Regions from separate parts of the Mus musculus genome. Here region 2 is linked to region 1. Evidence: chromatin contacts called from public HiChIP or PLAC-seq data. All regions are on one chromosome and are shown on one strand. Each heading gives the region's core, a stretch centred on a gene start, on an enhancer-like site or on the middle of the called end of the contact. The rest is flanking DNA. Distances are from core to core; before and after follow the strand shown.

Evidence for each region. HiChIP or PLAC-seq counts read pairs in DNA pulled down with a chosen protein or histone mark.
Region 2: a contact with region 1 is called in an H3K27ac HiChIP or PLAC-seq map of microglia, with 4 times the contacts expected there. The contact joins two enhancer-like sites. A contact is called at or near these places in 5 of 39 promoter capture datasets (the 3T3-L1 cell line, hippocampal neurons, liver and 2 more), 3 of 484 Hi-C or Micro-C datasets (erythroblasts, liver and microglia), 2 of 115 datasets of contacts at active chromatin or transcription factors (embryonic stem cells and microglia) and 3 of 9 other capture datasets (adipose tissue, liver and pancreatic islet).

The regions. Positions count from the first base shown.
Region 1 is chr10:67,033,298-67,040,592 of GRCm38.p6, forward strand. It overlaps Reep3 (receptor accessory protein 3), which reads right to left. Exons shown (of 8, transcript NM_178606.5): 3 at 6,204-6,280; 4 at 2,588-2,708; 5 at 1,302-1,415. Gm31763 (predicted gene, 31763) reads left to right here. Exons shown (of 7, transcript NR_110511.1): 4 at 3,167-3,346; 5 at 6,714-6,833. Among named protein-coding and RNA genes, the nearest start is that of Gm31763, 32 kb to the left of the region's middle. Within about 2 kb of position 3,049, at least 19 of the 459 cell types and tissues checked have an H3K27ac peak or open chromatin away from gene starts, as enhancers often do. A contact at or near this core is called in microglia, where this site is marked.
Region 2 is chr10:67,225,551-67,232,784 of GRCm38.p6, forward strand. It overlaps Jmjd1c (jumonji domain containing 1C), which reads left to right. Exons shown (of 26, transcript NM_207221.3): 10 at 1-1,366; 11 at 4,298-4,499; 12 at 6,422-6,636. Among named protein-coding and RNA genes, the nearest start is that of Nrbf2, 56 kb to the right of the region's middle. Within about 2 kb of position 1,296, at least 105 of the 459 cell types and tissues checked have an H3K27ac peak or open chromatin away from gene starts, as enhancers often do. A contact at or near this core is called in microglia, where this site is marked.

The DNA of each region.
Region 1 (7,295 bases), core at 1,799-4,298:
ACACACAGAGACACGCAGACTCACAGTCACAGAGACACACGCACAGACAGACACACACAAGATTCTAGTCTTCTTGGGCACCTGTGCTCACAATGCATACCCACACAAACACAGATACACACAAACAGAGACAAGCTTCTAGTCTCCAAGGGGAACCTGTACTCACATGCATACACACACAAACACAGACACACAGACACACCAGACACACACACAGACACACACACACAGACACACACACACACACACACACACACACACACGGTAAAAATAAATCTTAAAACAACAAGAAACAATGAAAGGGCTTGACGGAAAGCAGAACACTAGTACCCCCATCTTATTTCATATTAGTAAACCATTTGCATGATGTTAAGATTCCCGGGTTCCCACTATGAGCAAGTGCTGCGCCATCAGGTACCTCACAGACACATCACCCTCACACCCTCCTTTTAGACACAAAGCTCCCCAGGCACACATAAATTAGCAAATTGCTCATGGTAACATCAAAGGTCACAGCCAGCACTGTGAAGTCCGCTCTTTTTTCTTTTTCCCCACACACCACACACTAAAATCAGTTATGCTGTGCTACTGAAAATGAGCCACACCAATTACTCCATGCAAAGGAATCTGAAAGCCAGAATGTGAGTTTCCAGAGAAGGCACTCCATCGGTTACTCGGCTCGAAAGAAGAGCTATGGCGTTAGAGGCTTGCTGAGTAAACACCCAGTTCTGAGAACACACTTTTCACATGCTTTCTTCTGAATCAACAGTTACCTCAAATTGGTGGAAGTAGAGGTGTAAAAGCAAGCAAGAAATCCTAGCAAGGCAGTGCAAGAGAGAGAGGGAGAGAGAGAGAGGGAGGAAGAGAGGGAGAGAGAGAGAGAGAAACATCAAAGATACAGAGATACTTAAGGTGACTCATCAAAACTATGCAAGGTTAAAAGTATAGCTCTGGCTGTCCTGGAACTCACTTTGTAGACCAGGCTGGCCTCGAACTCAGAAATCCGCCTGCCTCTGCCTCCCAAGTGCTGGGATTAAAGGCATGCGCCAACACACCCAGCCTGCAGGTATGTTTTATTAGCTACTTCTAATGTCATAATCACTAAGAGGTTTGGATTCCCAAGTAGGACAGAAAATGAAGTGTTAAAATATCATTAAAATCACCTACTTGTTTATTTCATTGTTAGAATAAATATGAAACGAAATTCTGTCATAGCTTTATAATGATCTAAAATAAAACTAGCTGCCTCTCTGCATCTGCTGACAAGGAGACCCTGGCTAAACAGACAAAGGCAAACTTACCTTCACTGCTGCAGTGACGGCGGCTGCAGCTGCTAAATTCAAACCTTGCCGTCCAAAATTCACCATTGTCTCATAGCCTCTTTCTTTGGCTTGGACAATATAATCATCAATTTCCTGGGGGCAGAAAAATTAACAGTAAAACTAGGTGTGGTAGCACACCCCTGAGATCCCTATAGGGAGGTATGGTCAGTTAGAGCAGAAGTTCAAGGTTATCTTTAGCTACTTAGTAAGTTCAAAGCCAGCTTGGGCTACAGGAGGCCCTGAGGGGGGAAAAATAAATAAATTAAGCTGGGTGTGGTAGTGCAAGCCATAAGCCCAGCACTGTGGATGGTCAGATCTTTGTGATCTTTGTGTAAATTGGAGGCCAGCCTGATCTACATAGGATGTTCTAGACTAGCCAGGACTATACAGTGAGATCTTGTCTTTTTTTTTTTTTTTTTTTTTTTTTTTTTTTTAAGACAGGGTTTCTCCGTGTAGCCCTGGGCTGTCCTGGAACTCACTCTGTAGACCAGGCTGACCTCGAACTCAGAAATCTGCCTGCCTCTGCCTCCCAAGTGTTGGGATTAAAGGCTTATGCCATCAATGCCCTGCAAGATCTTGTCTTTTTTTTTTTTTTTTAATTTTATTAGGTATTTTCCTCATTTACATTTCCAATGCTATCCCAAAAGTCCCCCATACCCTCCCTCCACTCCCCTACCCACCCACTCCCACTTTTTGGCCCTGGCATTCCCCTGTACTGGGGCATATAAAGTTTGCAAGTCCATTGGGCCTCTCTTTCCAGTGATGGCCGACTAGGCCATCTTTTGATACATATGCAGCTAGAGTCAAGAGCTCCGGGGTACTGGTTAGTTCATATTGTTGTTCCACCTATAGGGTTGCAGATCCCTTTAGCTCCTTGGGTACTTTCTCTAGCTCCTCCATTGGGGGCCCTGTGATCCATCCAATAGCTGACTGTGAGCATCCACTTCTGTGTTTGCTAGGCCCCGGCAAGATCTTGTCTTAAAAACAAAAACTGGCTAAGAATAACAACAACACACCAATAGATGTTAGTTTATTCAGGTTTTATGAGACAGGGTCTTACTATGTAGTCCTGGCTAGCTTGGTATTGGATATGTAGACCAGGCTATCCTCCAACTCAGAGATCTACCTGCCTCTGCCTCCGGAGGTGTGCACCACTTCCCCCTGTTAGTTTTATTTAGAATAACGTTAAGAAGCCTCTGGATGTTACGCATGCTGACACACACTACTTAAAGACAGTGGGGAAGTAACCCGTACATCTCACTTACCCTTTCCTTTGATGACAGCAGGGGATGAAGGAACTTTCTATAGATTAAACTCGCCCCTCTAGTGTAGGGCGACAGCAGCCAAATGACGAAGGCAATCTTCAGCTCATAGTACAGGGGAAACCTAGCAAGAAGAAACCAAACCAAGAAGCAAGGCTTGCTAAGAGACAAAATAACAAGTAACAAGGAAATGGCAAAGTGTCTGTTTCCAGTGGGACAGCACCTATACTGACTCCGGTGGCTCAGAAAGGACAAACTGCTATCTAGACACTGCAGCTCTGGACAGCCACAGAAGTACGTGACAGACCCACCGACCCCAGGGGACAACTCCATCTGTCCCTCAGCTTTCTCAGAACTCCCTGATAATTTTCTCTCCAAGTTTCAGCTGCAGAAGGACAGTGTGGGAAGTACCACTAAGGGAGACTGGCAGCCAATTAAGTGCCTTTCCTGTCTGTGTGTGGAGTTACTTCCCCAACCCTGAATCATGCAAACTGACTGGCTAACACTAGTGAATGTGGCAGAGACAACGTAAGTCTTAACTGCTCTCTGATTCTTCCGATCCCCCCAACCTCTTGCTTTAAGCTTCTACCATGGAAATCCTTTCTTCTGCCTTGGTTCTGAAGCTTAATGGAGCCGAGGCCAACACTGCTGCAATCAAATACCTGCCTTGGGGACGCTTAGGAAGACATCGGCGTCTGCTGTTCTAACCTACTGTGCTTCACAGGGCTGCCTGCTGCCACACTGAGAGCTAAGTCACACAGGGTGAGAGAACCACGGGGCACCAGGATACAAAGAGCCCCAAGTCTGAGTTCTTGTGGTAAGGCAGACGGCCAGGATCAGTGAGGAGCAATAAGCGCACAGTCAGCAAAGATTCTCTGCCTCAGTGCACCTTAATGGAGGGCATGGACTCTCACTATTGAAAAACACAGAATAAGCCCCAACCACTGCGTGTGAGCATGCAGGTGTGTACGACATATGGCAGGGTGTGAGCCCCCATGGCACATGTGCGGAGATCAGAGGACAACTTTCAGGAGTCGGCCCTCTCCATCCAGATGGAACTCTGGTTGTAAGACATGCTTGGAAGGCATCTGGCCAGAATAAACTGTCTGCCCAGACCAGCTTTTAACATCCAACACTTTCTATATTTTCCAATAATGAACATAAGCTATATTTGAAATTAGAAAAAAAAAAAAAGAAGTCTTAAAAAAAAAAAGGACTGTCTGGGCTGGGTGGGGATACAGCTCAGTTGGTAAAGGGTTTGCCTACTGACATTTGAAAATCTGATACCTAGCAATGTGCTAACAAACTAACACGCATAGTGGCACATGTCTGTAATCTTAGCACTTAGAAGGTAGGGGCAGCAAGATCAGGAGTTCAAGGTCAGACTTGGCCATATGAAATCATGTCTCAAAATAGATGAATAAATAAAGAGGGGAAGGAAGGAAGGAAGGGAGGGAGGGAGGGAGGGTGGGCTTTAATCCCTGAAATGGTTGAGAATCTTTCGTCTGTCCTTCAAAACCAAGAGAAAATCCCCCTCCATCTACTCCAAAATCAACAAAGAAAGGAATAGGGATGGAGGGAGGGAAACGTGTATGTTGTGTGTGTGTGTGCACACACGCACACATGTGACACTCGTGCCTGCCTGTAGGTCGGTCCCCTAGAATTCAAATCACAGTGAATGGAACCATTTCTTCAGCGTTAAGGAGAACATTTCAAATGAGAAAAGAAAAATGGAGGAGGGTGAAGTCTGGCTCTGAGTATATACTAAGCATGTAGGGAGTCCTGGGTGAGGAGAGAGAGGAGGAGGCAGGGAGAGGAAGAAGATAGGGTCAAGGAAGAGAGGGAGACAGACGAGGAAAGCTGGGAGGGAGGCAGGGAGAGAGAGAGAGAGGGGGAAGCGGGAGGGGGGTTACGGAAGGAGAGACGAAGAGATTGCCAAGCACTAACTCATAAATGAGGACAGGTTAAGAACGTTTAAGTCTGGCCAGGTGTGACAAGCCCTGCATTTAATCTCAGCACTCAGGAGTCAGATGCAGGCAGAGCTCTGTGATTTCGAGGCTGCCCCCAGCAATTCCAGGAGACTTTGTCTCAGGAAAAAAAAAAAAAAAAAAAAGACTATTGAAGTCTGATGGTGTATATTTTTCCTCTATGTGACAACATGATGGAATGTTCTAAGAGAATGAGACCAGAAATGATGTGAAGCAGATACAGGAAGGAATAGAAAGGGACCACAGAGTTCAAGTGGTCACTCATAGGTACTGCAGTCTGATTATCTATCTATCTATCTATCTATCCATCCATCCATCTATCATCTATGTATCATCTATCTCTATCAATCAGTCTATCTATCATCTATCTATGTATCATCTATCAAGCCATGTATCAATCTCTGTATCTATCTCTGTATCTCTCTCTCTCTTTCTCTCTCTGCATCCATTTGCATTAGTAGCCCAGGTAAAGAAAAGATAGCTTGGTTAATTTCAGTTCCAGTCTACGATGCATGGTAAGTGGAAACACAGGCAAAGTTTTGTTTTTAATAAGAAGACTTGTAGTGAGAACTTATAAGAAAATATGTTTATTTTAATCCCAGGTGTGAGATCTGGGGTTACTTCAGACTGTCTACAGCAGCGGACTATGACTTGCCCAGAACTCTAGCAGGGGCAGGTTTTGCCAGCTGCAGATAGTTTCTGGGATTGTGCGACGTTTGGAATTCTGGGGACTTTTCAGAGGGTATATAAATGCTAGGGCCCAGAGAGGAGTGAGTGGGGGTTGTCGGTTGGTTGCTGTTGGTCTCAGTTTGTTAAGTAGTCGTGTGAAAGAAGAAGAAAGAAGAAATTAGATATTGGGATGACAAAGATCAAACTTGCCCCAAGGAAGTCAACACTTCTCATCATCAGGGAGTAGTCTAACATGGCCCCCTTTCCCCTCTACCCCCTTTCTCTCCTATCTAGTGTTAGGGTAGGGGGCTGAAAGGGTGGAGAAGGGTGGAAGAAAGAAGAACCCACAAAGTAGTCAAAGCCAGCTACAGAGACTTCTCCACTGGCATGGCTGAACACAAAGGTACTCGGAAACAGCACGTGAGGAGACTCGAGTCCTTAAGTCTGGGTCCTGTATAAACTGTGAACTCAATGAGGGAAGGAACATGTTGTAATTATGCCTCCTGTTGCTTGGGTAGAGCCGCCAGGGCGCTGCTGCCGAGTGGGTGGGAGTCCCCGTGGCTGCTGACATGACGTCTCAATGTTCGTGCCTCAGAGCTCTAGGGCTGGGCCGGGAGGGAGGGCTACGACCAGATGCTGCGGATTGGAAGAAGAGTCATTTCGGAAGCCCTCGAGAAAAACAGTCTGAACTCATGAGTGTGGAAAGCGGATGACGACAGCCAGGTTCTCTATTTTAAGACTCTGGTGGGAGTGGGAGGTGGGCAGGGATTAGCACAGTGAGCTGCCTTCGAGAGGATGAACTCCACAGAAAGCGCTGTTGTCACGGGGAAAACCGAGGAAGAAAAGATGCTGGGAAATTAAGTTGCTTGATCTATTTTTCACAGGGGCTTGGGGGTGGGACAAGGATGGGATAAGAACTTGGGACACCTGAAAGCACCCGTGTCCCTTGGAGCTGAACTTACCATGCAAGTGTCTGATCGGCCACCGTTTCAATGACAGTGTAGAGGGCAAAGACGATCCAATACATCATCCAGCGAACCTGGAAGTCAGAAAGGCACCCATGAAAGAATTGGCCAGGATGACTGCAGGCCCTCCCACCCGAACGCCAGCATTTGGGATGCTCAGGCAGGAGGATTCCCTCTGAGTGTAAGGCTAGCCTGTGCTACACAGTGAATTGGATAGTAGCCTGGATGAAAGAAATTATTTGCTCTGAATCGTTTTATATAAATACACACATCTCTGGATTTATATTGGGGCCTAGTACAGAGGACGGTGGTTCAGTTTTTAACGGGTTTTATGCATGAGTTTGTGGCCTGATGACACCAAATATACAGAGTCAAGAGCAAATCTCTGAGGCCTGATACAACGTAACTAAGAAGCCAGAGAACTATTTAATGCGTACATATATAAAATGGTCCAAGACACGATGACATGTAATGCTCATTGGTCTTTAAATATTTGCATTATTTTAGGTGTGATGATGTACATCTTTAATCCTCGTACCTGGGAGGTGGAGGCAGGTGGATCTGGGTTTGAGGACAACCTGGTTTACATAGCGAGCGCCACAGTGAGACCTTGCCTCAAATAAGTAAGTAAGTAAGTAAGTAAGTAAATAAATAAATAAATATTTATATTCTTTATTTTTCTACAGACAGAAATTTTTCACGGATCAAAGATCAAAGATGGTTACTTCCATTACTGGGAAATCCATAAAATCAGTCATGCAGTGTGAGAATCCAAGATACAGCAGCAGTTTGGAAGATTTGATTTCCTGCCTGCTGACTGAGGGCACCCTAGCTAGTCCCTCGCCCTCAGCTGTGGCTTGGCACTACACACTTTCATAGGCAGATGTCACATTAGTTATTCTTAAACTCAATCACTTAGATGAATACCTATTTTTCAATACTAGCAGATACATTTTCAAGTAGGTTCAGGTTTTTTTATTTGTTTGTTTGGTTGGTTACTTGGTTCCCTGTTCAACAATATGAGCAAACACACAACCCCACAGCAGCCGCTGGACTTGGGACTGCTATACAGATAAAATAGCAATAATG
Region 2 (7,234 bases), core at 46-2,545, 190 kb after region 1:
ATGCCAGTAAATGCTGGTGGCAAAGTTCAAGAATCTCAGAAGCCTCCAACTCTAATTCCTGAGCCAAAAGACTCTCAGTCAAATTTTAAGAATTCTTCTGATCAGAGTCTAACGGAAATGTGGAGATCTAATAACAACCTCAACAGAGAGAAAGCTGAGTGGCCCGTGGAAAAGAGTAGTGGAAAGTCCCAGGCTGCTGTGGCATCTGTCATTGTTCGTCCACCTTCTAGTACAAAAGTTGATAGTGTGCCATCTGTACCATTAGCTTCCAAAGATCGAGTTTGTGAAAGATCTTCATCTGGGGCAAATAAAACAGATTACCTCAAACCAGAAGCCGGAGAGACTGGAAGAATTATTCTACCAAATGTGAATTTAGAAAGTGCTCATGTGAAATCTGAAAAAAACTTTGAAGCTGTCTCCCAGGGCAACGTTCCTGTTTCAGTCATGTCTGCTGTAAATGTAGTCTCTACTACCAAAGCAGATGTGTTCACATCTGCTGCCACTACCACCAGTGTCTCCAGCTTGAGTAGTGCAGAAACAAGTTATTCTTTATCAAATACCATTTCGGCCTCTACACCCTTCGAATGTACTTCTTCAAAAAGTGTTGTTAGTCAGGCAGTGGCGCAAGCAAAGGACTGCACAGTCAGCACCGCGGTTCCAGGCACTCTGGCCTGTAGTAAGACAGGAAGTGCTGTTCAGCCCGGCTCTGGCTTCTCAGGCACAACTGATTTTATTCATTTAAAAAAGCACAAGGCAGCGTTGGCTGCAGCTCAGTTTAAAAATAGTAGTGTCAGTGAGGCTGAACTTAATACTGTGAGAAATCAGACAGTGGCAGCCTCTCTTCCCCTGGATAGCACCATGACCTGCACTGCAAGTAACAAAGCAATCTCTGTAGGAAATGGGCCAGCAGCCCAGTCCAGTCAGCCCAACTACCACACTAAACTGAAGAAGGCCTGGCTCACCAGACATTCAGAAGAAGATAAAAATACTAATAAAATGGAAAATTCAGGGAATTCTGTATCCGAAATTATTAAGCCATGTTCTGTCAACTTAATAGCCTCTACATCTAATGATATAGAAAATCGTGCAGATGGCAGAGTCGCTGTAGATAAATATGGAAGAGATGAGAAAGTCAGCAGGAGAAAAGCCAAAAGAACTTACGAATCTGGCTCTGAAAGTGGAGACTCAGATGAGAGCGAAAGCAAGTCGGAGCAGAGGACTAAACGGCAGCCGAAGCCAACTTATAAAAAGAAGCAGAACGACCTGCAGAAGAGGAAAGGCGAGGTCGAAGAGGACTCGAAGCCTAATGGAGTTCTCAGCAGGAGCGCCAAGGACAAAAGTAAACTGAAGTTGCAGAACAGTAATAGCGGTGAGTAAATACATTGATTTATCGCAAATAAAATGGGCCACGGGTCCTCGCAGTAAGGATGTGGCTCCATGGGATGTAGTTGTGAATTTCCTTTCTGCCTTTCCTGTCTCCCCACAAGAGGAAAAGATTAGATCCCCGATCTTGAGAGATGTTTTCACCTGACATTTGTTGTAGGAAAGACAGTACAGTGTGAAGTTTAGAAATTGATCTTTTCCTAGAAATGTCAAAATACAGCTTTGATTATTACACCAGAAAAGAACTGTACTTCTGATACTAAAGTATTTAGCTGAGACCTGATCTCATTCGAGAAGTAGTTCCTGTTTAGCTGTAAGCACAGTACTGAGGAGCAGTGTGATGTGGTCCGTCTCACCCTAACCATGTAACAAAGCTGGGAGTTTAGGGAGATTTCCTAAATCATTTTTGCTTAAATTTACTTTATGAGCTGAAATTGTGACCGAATTTTAGAATGTTTACAATATACTTGTTGATGTATACACTAGTGAGTCCCCTACACTCTATAATTAATTTCTGTATCCCAAAGTGCATTTATGGTGTTGACATTGAGAAATCAAGGGTTCGCATGTATTTATGTGACTTTAATGTCTTGCTCCCGAGTTCTCTTCACTAGGGCAGCTGTTTTTGAATTTGTTAACCAAGATCTAGGTCTTCAAGGCTCTCACTGTATAAAAGGAGCGGTGTTAGGTAATGTATGTTAGTAGGGTTTTATTCACAGACCTATACATTTTAGATACATTGCCAATAAATTAGACAGTTTGAATTAAAGGATGATGCCTTATTTAAAGCAGATAGTATTATTAAATTACTAGAAGAAATTTACTAATATCAAGTATGGCCTAGTATAGAAGAATTAATAGTATCAAAAGCCCTTCAATAAGTTACCTTTGTAATTCATTCACTTCTTTAAAAAAAAAAAAAAAACCCTTCAGAAGTGCCTATTTTGTTATCACATAATTAAGAATTGGTTTCACGTATATCATTTTGAAAAATTCATAGTACTTTTTAAGTTATTACAATCCGTGTTATGAAGTTTCACATTCTAAACTGCTCCCATCATATAGAATTAAAAGTATATTGGTCAAAGTTAATTCCCAGTTTAAAAGAAATAGAAACAGGATTGCATTTAGTTTTCTCTAGTGTAATCAATTTAGAAGTAAATGATTGAAGAAAGTGTGCGAAATAATGTCTCATCAGTGGTGTGATATGTGTTGTTCATTCTAACACCCTTTAATAAAGTCCAGAGGAAAGATCTCTTGTATGCATTGGAAAAGAAGCGCCTTTTCATTAGTTTATGTGCATGGGTGTTTTCCTGCTTGAATTAAGTGTGCATTATGTGTATGTCTGGTGCCGTGGAGGCCAGAAAATAGCATTAGATCTCCAGGGGCTGGAATTGAAGTTATAGGCATTGGGGATTGAACCTTGGTCTTCTGGAAGAGCAGCCAGTGGTATTGACTAGAAAGCCATCTCTGCAACCCTAGAAACATCTTTATACCAGTCGTTATGCCATAACTGGCATGTGCTGTGTGCCTGAGCATATGTGATTACTGGGTGGTCTCTAGCCCATGATAAAGACTAAAAAGGAGGGAACAATTGTAAAGAATAAAGAAGCAGGCAGCAATCCTAAATATATTTTAGTCTATAATATATTTTATATTTTAATCTAGCCCTAAACAATACTACCTATTGGAGAGTGGTGTGTGTGCACGTCTGTGTGTGTATGTGTGATTATACTACTCACACTATCAATAACTAGGTATTAGTGGGAAATCTGGATAGGAATTCTGTTCTCAGCTTTGGTAAGATATATTTGGTTTCAGAACCTGTGTGTCTTTGATACAATTGGAAAGGATTTGAAAGGAAGGACAGCAAATATTTATTCTTGAGTTACAAATAGTGGGCTGTACATCAAATCTCTGTGATTGAGAGGATGGTAAAAGACACAGGGTAAGGAAGTACATCTGCTGGCTGCGGAGCTCGTTCTTAAACGAATACCTTTTAGGTATTTAGGTGGAAGTGCAGTTATCTGTATGCTTTGTTGACTCTCCTGGCCTACAGGTTGCTCCTGGTACACAGATGACTTTACTAATGTTGTTTCCCTTGTTGGTTCATGCTAAGGACCAGTTATGAAACAGTGGGACTGAATATGGAGAATGAATTTATCTTTTTGCCTACAAATCTTAGAGCATAGTCCATTTGAGAGATTGTATTTCCTTACACACTGGACAAAGTATCTCTTGTGTGTTTGCAAAGATTAAAGATCGCCCTCAGAACACTTGGGCTTTCCGGACATTTATAATGAGGAGCAGTTGATTGCTTTGAGTTTGCTTTTCTATCACTTCCTTCAACAAAATGCCCCAATTAATATTGTAGACCCTCCCTCCCTCCCTTTCTTCACAACCCTTTTAATTTTGTAAAAGATACAGTTCCCATCAATATATCGATGTTGTCTACTAGGTTCTTGTCATAAGAGGAAGATGATGATTGTTTTTGGTGGTGGTAGTGGGTTTTGAGACGTTTTCACTAGATATCCCAGGCTGGCCTTAAACATGTGCTCATTCTTCTACTTCAGTTGCCCAAGAGCTACCGAGAGCTGGAATTAAAGGCACACGCCTCCATACCTAGCAACAGGCTTATTTTCGGCTAAATGTGTACATAATGTGAATGATTCTTATGTTTGGTATTACACTCTTATAAAGATGCAGTGTAAACATTTCATTTCACTGAAGGATTACTGCTCTCCTTTCCTGTCTGATTAGAGTGGATGGGCAGGTAAACAGAGGATGTTAGAGAGACTTAGCAGTTGTCCATCATTTATTTGGAGTTTGGTCTTATCAGCAAGCATTTCAGTCCCAAAGACTAACCCTTTCTGTAAAACAGAACCCTGTTGATAAGTTCCTTCTCATTTTACAGCTGGCGTTCCTCGTTCCGTGCTGAAAGACTGGCGGAAGGTCAAGAAGCTGAAGCAAACTGGAGAATCATTTCTGCAGGATGACTCCTGCTGTGAGATAGGTCCCAACTTACAGAAGTGCCGAGAGTGCAGACTTATCCGGAGTAAGAAGGGGGAAGAATCAACTCACTCACCGGTGTTTTGTAGATTTTACTACTTTAGGAGGTAAGTCGAAGTACAAGAAGTGGCAGTGTCTCTGCAGACTCTGAGGAGCTCCTTTCCTGTGTTCTTTGTTCTGACATAGTCTAAACAATACTAACTCATGATGGGCTGTGACAGTGGCTGGCAGCTCAGCCTTGCACAGTATGCCTCAATTACTCATGTTTCCCAATCTTTCTTTGAACAGATTCATTCTTCCTCCATCAGAGTTTTAGCATTTCTTCCTAAAAATTGTAAGAAAATATCCACCTTAGTTTTAAATTTTCTTAAAAATGCATATACTTTTGCCAAAACAGTTTTACATTTACTTAAGTAAAAAATGTTGTCTATGAATCCAGATAAACAGCTTTGGCTATAAAACATAGGAATGGTCATATTTAAACATTATAACTAATATATCATATCATAGTTCACAAGGCTTATAGTAAAATACAAAATTCATCTAGATCCTATTCTCTTTAACATAAATATTGTCACGTGCTTTACATGTAAAAGCTTCCTAAAAGGGCAGGTAACACCACCAGTAAAGCTAGTTCTGAGCCTCACATTCCAGCCCCACCCCAGGATTGCTGCTGAGTCCCATCTGTGCTCTTCCGTGCCTCTGTGAAGTTTATGACCTTTTATAGGATGATAGCTGAGCTGTTTCATTTGAAAACGTGTGGGTACTTAATGAAGGATCACAAGACGAGGGAGATAGTGTGCACGCCCTTGCAGTAGTACAACACACATGTCAGCGGAGGCAGATCTGAGTTTGAGCCCAGCCTGGGCTATGTAGAGAGGGACCTTATCTCAAAAAAACAAAACAAAGCAAAACAAAACCCAAAAGCCATACATTGTTTTTTACTTCAGAGCCTATGGCCAGCAGTACACCAGAGGCAAGGCAGGCCGCCTTGGGAAGGAGTTGAGGGTTATAGAAGTGGTGCTCATGCATTGTGAGAACTAAATTCCAAAGGAATCAAGGGAGCATGAAGAAACCTCAGGTTTGAGGAAAAGAAATGTTCTGATGAAGACAACCATACTGGGTGAAGGGGACTGTAATTGTTGCTTCTCAGAGGGAGCTTTCAAAGAGAAGCAGAACCAGGGGAATTAGAAGTTCAAGGTTATTGTCATGTCTCGAGATTGCTGTGTAGTAAGTTTGAAGCTAGCCTAGGCTATGAGACCCTGTCTCCAAAGCCAAACACCTCATTAAAATAAAAAGTAGGAAACTAGAAATCCTGAGGTGATTAAAGACTTTTTTTTTTTTTTTTTTTGGTTTTTTTTTCGAGACAGGGTTTCTCTGTGGAGTCGTGGCTGTCCTGGAACTCTCTGTAGACCAGGCTGGCCTCGAACTCAGAAATCTGCCTGCCTCTGCCTCCCGTGTGCACCACCACTGCCTGGCGATTAAAGACATTTTTAATTGATCAATTTTAGATTAGAAAGACTAGTCATAAAATAACTTGTAAGCCTGGTGTGATATGCTTCTCATTCCAGAACTCAGGACAATTACTCAGAATTGTTGGTAGTTCAAAGCTAACCTGGGTTACAGTATGTAGCTTTTGGTGGGTGGGGGAAGCAAGAATCCCAATACTACTCTGATAGCACTGGCCAGACTCTGTCTCCCTCACTTACACATGCAGTGTTCCCAGGAATCAGCTGCTGGTTGCTGTTACTGAGAGTGGGTGATTGGAAGCAGAGGCCTGTGCATGCTGGCTAATTGTTGTACCTGTGAGCTTTAGATCCCCAACCCTTGGTTCTTGAAATAACCTAAAACCAGTGCTGCTTATCACTGTCACTATATAATGCCTGAGACATTGAAATTGATTAATAACTTGAGCATGTTTGAGAAACTATCCTCTTTTATGGTTTATAATTACAACATGTTTACAATGTGGGACATAAAAATTAATTCTCATCTTAGTTCCTAACATTTTATGTTTTTAATGTTTCAGATTGTCCTTTAGTAAGAATGGAGTAGTCAGAATAGATGGTTTCTCTTCTCCTGATCAATACGATGATGAAGCCATGAGTTTATGGACCCATGAAAATTATGAAGATGATGAAGTAGATGTTGAAACCTCTAAGTATATCTTGGACATAATAGGTGATAAGTTCTGTCAGTTAGTAACGTCTGAGAAAACAGCGTTGTCCTGGGTGAAAAAGGATGGTAAGGATGTTAATATAACATGCAATTTACAGATTTCATTCAAAGAATTCTTATATATTATTAATCTATAAGTCCTTCATCTTACCTAATTTTATTGACATTTTAGCTGTGATAATGCCACCTCTTAAGGATATGAGGTTCAGATGTTCCATTTTGAAACTGAATGGACCATTCATGAAATTGTAATATTTTCATAAATTTACAACATAAAATAGTATGATGAAATGTCTTTGCATGAAAATTATACAGTGTCTGTGTGTGTATATATATACATATATATATGTATATATACACACACACACACACAAAATTCACAAGTTTTTTATATTTGAATCTTCTACATTTTAACTATTACTTATTGCAGATAATGTCTTCAAATATCAGGCCTATAAAACAGAAACATTAACTACTTTGTGTATTTGTTTACCAAGCAACTTCATTGATTCTGTGTACTTAAATATAAAGCTCTTCATCTCAGTAAGTGCTGATGTGGCAGTGCCCTCCGTGCTAGGTAGCTTTTTTCTTTCCTAAAATTAGTGGCTGGTTTTTCAATGTATATGTGGTAATAATTAGAAATATTTTTGTACCATAACTGAAA